2 separate regions of the Mus musculus genome follow, and region 2 is linked to region 1. A link is a contact called in public promoter capture Hi-C data. All regions are on one chromosome and are shown on one strand. The core of a region is the stretch at or near the end of the contact, and the rest is flanking DNA. Distances in the headings are between cores, read along the strand shown.

Region 1 (3,585 bases), core at 279-2,778:
AACTGGCTTTGGAATTGTGGAGGGTCCTTTTAAATGGGGCATCTGGTAAAAGCAAGATAGTTAGCCTTCACAATGGCCAGTTTTCCGGGAATAAATAAGCCCCATAAATTACTGGGTAACCTGAGCATCACTGGTAGGTACAACCTAGGGAAACACGCTGGAAACCTACAGGAGGGAGAGCAGTAACACATGGCCCGGCTGGGGTGAAAGGCTCAGCCTTTTCGCCTCTAAGAGCTTTCCGTAATAGTTGGAACGGGTTAACAAGATGGTTCCGTATCTTAAGACCATCCAGGTTTCAGATAGGAAAGCTCAGAACTACAACGTCCTCGCCTCCGCTACAATACTGGTCTCCAAAGTCAAGTCTACAACTCGTTCTCCGTAGACGTGAAAATGCTCCTTTAGCTTTAGATCAAATTCTGGTAAACAGTACAGCGTGAATTTTGCCGCTTTATGGCGCAGAAGCACTTCTGTGTGCAGGTTAACTAAGGCGACCACGAGAAGGTGGATTCCCAGCGACTACCTGCACCCAACTGCATGCCACCTTTCAACACCAGGAGAACGGGGCCAATTAGCGCAGCTTACACAGGACGGTCCCGGTGGAGAGGGGGCCGATAGGCATGGCCGCGACCCCGCCGTCGGCCATAGCAGGTGCAGACTTGACACCCCCGGCTACGAGGGCAGCGCCCATCCCTCCGTGCCTTCAGGGGGCCCTGCACCCGGTTTCCATTAGACAGAAGCGCGAGGCCCCCAGTTTCCTCCTCGCCACGATTCCCGAAGCCCGGCGGCCTCCGCGCAAACGGCCTCAACTGCAGTCTGCCCGCCCCGCTCGGAAGAGCCACAAGTGTGCACATGCGCCCTGGATCCTTCGGGGGAGCCGGCGAGACGGACCCCATTTCCGCCCCGCCTCCCAACACTCCCCGCGCCCCCGGAGGTCCTGGGTCGCGCGCCGCCCGCCGCACATGCGCCTTGAAGCCCTCGAGGCGCCCGCGGCGTCTGAGCAGCTTCCGCGCCCCCCACCCCCCACCGTCCTGGGTCGCAGACCGCGCGGTACCGCACATGCGCCCTGGAACTCTCAGGGGTTGCGCTGCCGCTGCCGACCGCGCTCTCCAGACACCGTGGGGTGCGCTCTGACCCTAACAGCACACCACGCGGAAAATGGCGCCTTAAAGTGCCCGCGCCCACCTTGCCGAAGTGCGCAGCCCAGTGCACGGGCGTCCAGCCGTAGAAGGAGTCCTCAGCGGCCAGGTGAGCGCGCGGCGTGTGTGGCAGCAGCGAACAGAGCGCGACCAGGTCCCCGTCCCGGCAGGCGCGGTGCAGCGGGAAGCGGAGCGACAGCAGCTCCTCGCTGGAGAAGCCTGCCTCCACGGCCGCGCCCGCTCCCGCTGACATGATGGGTCGCTAGGAAGCACGCGACTGATCGGCCAGAGGAATGTGCCGGTGAAGGCCTGCGAAGCTGCCGCCACTCGAACACAAAGGACAGGCGAGCTGCTGCCGCGTCCCATCCGCATCCGAGCGCAGCGAGCACTGAGGGCGGGACCTGAGCCACGGGGCGGAGCCTGCGCCTTGAGAGGGTGGGGCCTAACAGTCCGCTGCCTCCGACCGCTGCTGACGCCCGTGGTGGGGCGAGGCCCGCGCCTGGATAGGGTGGGGCCTCCCGCAGGTGGTGCTGAGGCTGGCGCCTGGGATAGGGCGTGGCCTTGGCTGCAGGGCGGGGCCTTCTCAGGGTCTGCGCAGGAACGCCGCCTTAGGCGTCTGGTGGTGAAGTTAGGGGCTGGGAGGCGATCACCGCTTGAGGAGGCCGCTACTGATGCCAACGCTGAAGGTGTAGGGGTTGAGGGTGGGCCTGCACGTTAGTGTGGTTAGAGGGACGAGACTTGCCGGGCAGTGGTGGCGCACGCCTTTAATCCCAGCACTTGGGCGTCAAAGGCAGGTGGATTTCTGAGTTCAAGGCCAGCCTGGTCTACAGAGTCAGTTCCAGGACAGCCAGGGCTATACAGAGAAACCCTGTCACGAAAAACAAACAAACAAACAAACAAAACAAAACAAAAAAAGGAGGGGGGAGACTTGGCTGCGACTGAAGCCTGAGGAGGCCGCGCCTGAGACCTCGCCTGAAGCCGGAGGCCTACGACCCTGGCTGTAAACCTTGCCTGGGGCAAGGCCAAAGCCCAGGCCGGCCTCTCTGTGATTGGCAGCTGAAAGCCACGCCTTAACTAAAGGAGGAGAGTCTGGGATTTGGAGCGGAGCGGCGCTCTGGTCGATTCCTGGGGCGGCTGGGCGTGACCTGGCGCTGGTGGGTGTGACCTGGAGCGGTTGGAGCTCGGCCGCAGGTTCCTGCTGAGGACGATGCCTGAGGCGCTACTTCTAAATAGAGCTGCTGCTCTGCCAGGCACACTCGCGAGTGGGGACTCAGGACTCTGGCAGCCGGCCCTGGCCTGCTTCCGCGGTTGCCTGAGTTCCTCCAATTAGTGTTTATTGGGCGCCTGCGGAGCACAGCTCCTCATTAAAAACCCGAAAACAAGGGTGCAGCCAGTTAACTTCGGTATGCCTTAATTGGAATGGATGCCAGAGAGAATCGAGAGGCCCTGGCGTCTGTAACTGTAAAGCATGAGTCACGTGAGCAGGCTGGGCACATGGTGAAAGAAATTTTAGAAAAATTGACTACTAAATTCTCTTTCCAATGGTACAATGCTATGGTTGTAAAAAATTTGAAATTTTTCTTTTTTCTTTTTCTTTTTGTTCTAATTTTGGTTTTTCGAGACAGGGTTTCACTGTGTAGCCCAGCCTGGTCTACTCACTCTGTAGACCAGGCTGGCCTTGAACTCAGAAATCCTCCTGCTTCTGCTGGGATTAAAGGCGAGCACCACCACCTCCTGGCTATAAAATTTGAAAATCATACTGAGCCATTAAGGAGTAGACACTATTCATGGAAGTTTTACTTTTTTTTTTTTTTTTTTTTGGTTTTTTTCGAGACAGGGTTTCTCTGTATAGCCCTGGCTGTCCTGGAACTCACGTTGTAGACCAGGCTGGTCTCGAACTCAGAAATCCGCCTGCCTCTGCCTCCCAAGTGCTGGGATTAAAGGCGTGAGCCGCCACCACCGGCCAGCTTCTACTTTTTACTTAATGAAGTTTTACTTTTTCCCTTTTGCTATATATTTGTTCCTTGTGTATGTTTATCCTTGAGGAGGCTACATAGTAGAGATTAAAATTACTGTATTGCAGAAACTGGGGCCTGGGACTCATCATCCTCCTGCCTCATCCTCCCAGCTGCTGGGATTATAAATATGCCACCAGGCTACATACCTTACATTGCAACATTAAGTAGCATAAAACAAGTAATCAGAAACCAGACAATTGATAAAGGGGAATTGTTAACCGGGTGAACACACTACACAGCCATCCGTTCAAATAACAAACACTCCCTGTGAAGGTGATATTGAGAAATGTTCCAGTCTACATAGACAAGTGTGATGTTTAATTCACTGAGCAGTGACTAATGCGTGGGAAATATGAGACGTCATCTGTCTGTCTCTAGTTCATAATCGGTGAGGCAAGAGCACAGCGTAATAGTTTTGGTATTACTTGGGT
Region 2 (3,585 bases), core at 282-2,781, 940 kb after region 1:
TAAGAGCACTGGGTGTTTGTAGAAAGGATCTGGGGTCAGTTCCCAGCACACACATGGTGACTAATAAACAACTGCAACTCCAGTTCCAGGGGATCTGACACCCTATTCTATGGTGCACATACATACATGTAGGCAAAACATCTATACATATAATTTTTTTTAAAAAGTCATGAACCAGGCATGGCGGCCCACACCTGTGACCCCAGCATCTGGGAGACAGAGGCAGGAGGATCAGTAGTTCAAAGTCATTCTTGGCTACATACCAAGTTCAAGGTCAGCATTGGTACATGAGCCCCTACCTCTAAATGCTTTTATTTTAATTATAAGGTTATTTTTAAAAATATATTATTTGCCTCTTTCTCCTGGAACCATCTCAGAAGATGCAGGGACTGGGGCTGGATGCCAGGGACTTGTGGTTCTCTCTTCACTGAGGGTACAGCACAGGGAGTGTCCACATGCCCCAAGCCAGACATCTGTCAAAATCTGTGTTCAATGAAATAGGTATCAAAAGATCAATTTTCTGACTTCCCTCCTGATCGAAACACTTCTTAAAGATATCCACGCAAAGGGGAGGATATGTGAAATTCTTGCTAAAGGGCAGCAAAGACCCGAGGAAAATTTAGAGGACCATTCTTGAGATCTGAATCCCCCAAAAGCAACTGGTAACCCTGACTGCCATCTCCCCATGAACTCGGTGCCTCTGCAAGCAGGCAGTAAGAGCTCTGTGGCCTGAACAGCTCACACACCCTCTCTGTGCAGCTCCCTTGAGTCTGGCTGAGCCTATGGCTTGTCTGGCCAGTGGATTTGCAAGGATGAGACAGGAAGGACCTGTCTCCTCAGCACTCAGCAGTGACCAAGCTCAGTTCACCCCTGCAGAGCTAACTCACAGTTACACATTAGTTGCTTTAGGGGACCAGGTTTTGGGATGACCATACAGACTGACTTCTGGAGTGAACTGAGCCAGATTTTTTAAGCTTCTTCTGAGCCATCCCAGATCCCAAGTTCTCATGACCAACATAGAGGGATCCACTCCTACACCAGGATCTGACATCTGACTTCCTAGTTATAGGGGTAGCAAGTCACAGCTGCCCCACTGACCAGGCTTGTCCTCTGGCCATGTCTGTCTTTGTCTCTGGTCATTCAACTGAGTCACAGCTTGGAGAAATGTGGCCATATGCCTGGATCCTATTCAGACCCTCGGTTAAGTATTAAGCTGGTGTCATGGTCACGTGGTCAGAATTCCCAACAGTTAAGTCACGATATGTGTTAAGTCCCTGGGGCTCTGTGTTTTTATAGATGCTGGAAGAGCTAGAATACTCTTCTTGCTCTCTGAGGCTGACATCTACCAAGAAAGCCTCACACACCATCAGCTCCCCACAGTGCCTCACAGAGAAACAAACCCCATACCTGGCAGGACCCCAGTTCACTTCTTAACCATGTTCTCACAGGGTTAACATACACTCTAATGGGGAAGGAACCCAGGTCAGTGCCCTGTGGTGATGTCACAGGTCCCCCACATTCCACGTATCCAGGAGTCCAAGGCTGGGGAAGCTGAAGACCTACCTTCCAGGGAAGGGCCTCCTCCTGTAACTGGAGGGACCATGGCAGCGAATAGAGGATCGAGGACCTTCTTATCTGTCTTCCTGCTGTGCTGCTGGCAAGGCGCTGAGCTGCAGCCGATCAAGACAACTTCAGGTAGGTTCGGTGGACAGAAACCTCCAGCCTGGAAGCCGTAGAGGAAGCACTCTTCTTTGTGTTTCCTTCGCTGGAACTTGGGGAGTGGCGAGAAGGGAAAGTCCATCTTTGAATGCCTCTCACACAGGAATGCCAGGGAGCGGCTTTATACACCGCGCACATAAGTTTTCTATTAACTTAATGGGAATGTTCTAACTCGTTCCAAGGTAGAGGAATAGTGTCACAAACCTCCATTTGTCCCTCTTCCGTTTTTATGACTGCATGTTTCCCAACTTGTTTTGATGCCTACAAATGTGTGCATGCACCACACACATACATATAAAGACACACACATATAGACAGGTACAAATACACACATTGATACATGCTCAAGCACATACATATCCTTTTGTGTAACATTTAGCACTGTCCCAACGTTTCGCTACTCTCTGTGAAGTGGATAAAGCATATTTTTATATGCCTGTTCTTCTTACACTAACAGCATTAACACTAATCCTTTATTGCTTTTAACACCAATGAAAGATACAGTGTTCTTGATGCTTGTTAATGATGGCCAGGTAGCCAGATATGCTTGTGTACATCTCTAATGCCAGCACTGGGAGGCAGAGGTAGAGGCAGGTAGATCTCTGTAAGTTGGAGGCCAGCTGGGGCTACATTAATCAGAGAAACCCAAATTCAGGACACAATCTAGATTCATGGTCAATGAGAGAGAGACAGAGACAGAGACAGACAGAGATACAGAGGGAGACAGACAGAGAGAGAGTGAGAGAGAGAGAGGAAGGAGGAGGAGGAGAAGGAGAAGGAGATGGAGAAGAAGAAGAAGAAGGAGGAGGAGGAGGAGGAGGAGGAGGAGGAGGAGGAGGAGGAGGAGGAGGAGGAAAGGGAGAAGGAGAAAGAGAAGAGAAGGAGGAGAAGGAGAAGGAGGAGGAGGAGAAGGAGAAGAAGGAGAAGAAGGAGAAGAAGGAGAAGAAGGAGAAGAAGGAGAAGAAGGAGAAGGAGCTTACCTCTAGGTTATAGCAGAGGTTGTTGGGGGAATTGGAAATGGGAGTGGGAATCTCAGCCAAATATTACAGTTCCCCATTAAATCCTTATTTACAGTCAGAGATCAGCAATGTGATGTCTCTCCTGACTATAAATCCTATCTCCCTGGCTTCTTCCTGCTCATTTGCAGAAGTACAGTGTGAGTTCAGTCGTGACCCTGAGACTTGGGTGTGCTTTCTCGGTACTTTTCATAGGGAATCCCAGATTTGGCTTCTCCAGGTGCCCCCCAGCAAGGGGACCATTACAAATCCTGAGGATGCGGGCGATCTCCTCTTGTCAGTGAGGCTCTTAGACACTGGGAATTGGCCTTCCCACCTGTCCACATGATCGGAAGCAATGGGATCCAGGTGCTAGGTGGGATGGTCTAGACCAACAGCCTCAGGTCCTCACATCTGGAGTATCTGGAGAAGGAAGGCCAAGCTGATGTCATGGCCATGTGGCCAGAATTCCCAATAGTGTTCTATTGCAAGGAAAACAGAATCATGGTGTGTGTGTGTGTGTGTGTGTGTGTGTGTGTGTGTGCACATAGCATTCATGAGTGCAAGTGCACATATCTATGGCAGCCTCATCAGATATCTTCCTCTGTCACTATCTACTTTATTTTGTAATTTAGGCTATCTCTCACTGAACCTAGAGCTCATTGATTGGATGAGACCGGTTAGTCAGCAAGCCAATGGATCCTGTTTTCTGTACCCCTCAGCACTGGCATTACAGGCATTCGCCAGTGTACCCCATGTTTATGTGGGTCCTGGGAATTTGAACTCAGTCCACATGTTTTTTCAAGGGCTTTGCCAACTGAGCTATCTACCTGACCCAAGAAGAATAGCGCCATGGGGCTGGAGAGATGGC

What was found. Promoter capture Hi-C pulls out the DNA fragments that hold promoters and counts their contacts.
Region 2: a promoter capture Hi-C map of stem cell-derived epiblast-like cells shows a contact between it and region 1, with 6 times the contacts expected there. The contact joins the promoter of Spaca7 here to the promoter of Ankrd10 in region 1. A contact is called at or near these places in 3 of 39 promoter capture datasets (hippocampal neurons, liver and stem cell-derived epiblast-like cells) and 2 of 115 datasets of contacts at active chromatin or transcription factors (astrocytes and pancreatic cancer cells).

The regions. Positions count from the first base shown.
Region 1 is chr8:11,634,229-11,637,813 of GRCm38.p6, forward strand. Ankrd10 (ankyrin repeat domain 10) reads right to left here and starts at 1,529. Exons shown (of 6, transcript NM_133971.3): 1 at 1,183-1,529. The coding sequence starts at 1,389. It overlaps Mir7238 (microRNA 7238), which reads right to left and starts at 1,508; the gene lies at 1,466-1,508.
Region 2 is chr8:12,571,505-12,575,089 of GRCm38.p6, forward strand. Spaca7 (sperm acrosome associated 7) reads left to right here and starts at 1,532. Exons shown (of 7, transcript NM_024279.3): 1 at 1,532-1,695. The coding sequence starts at 1,602.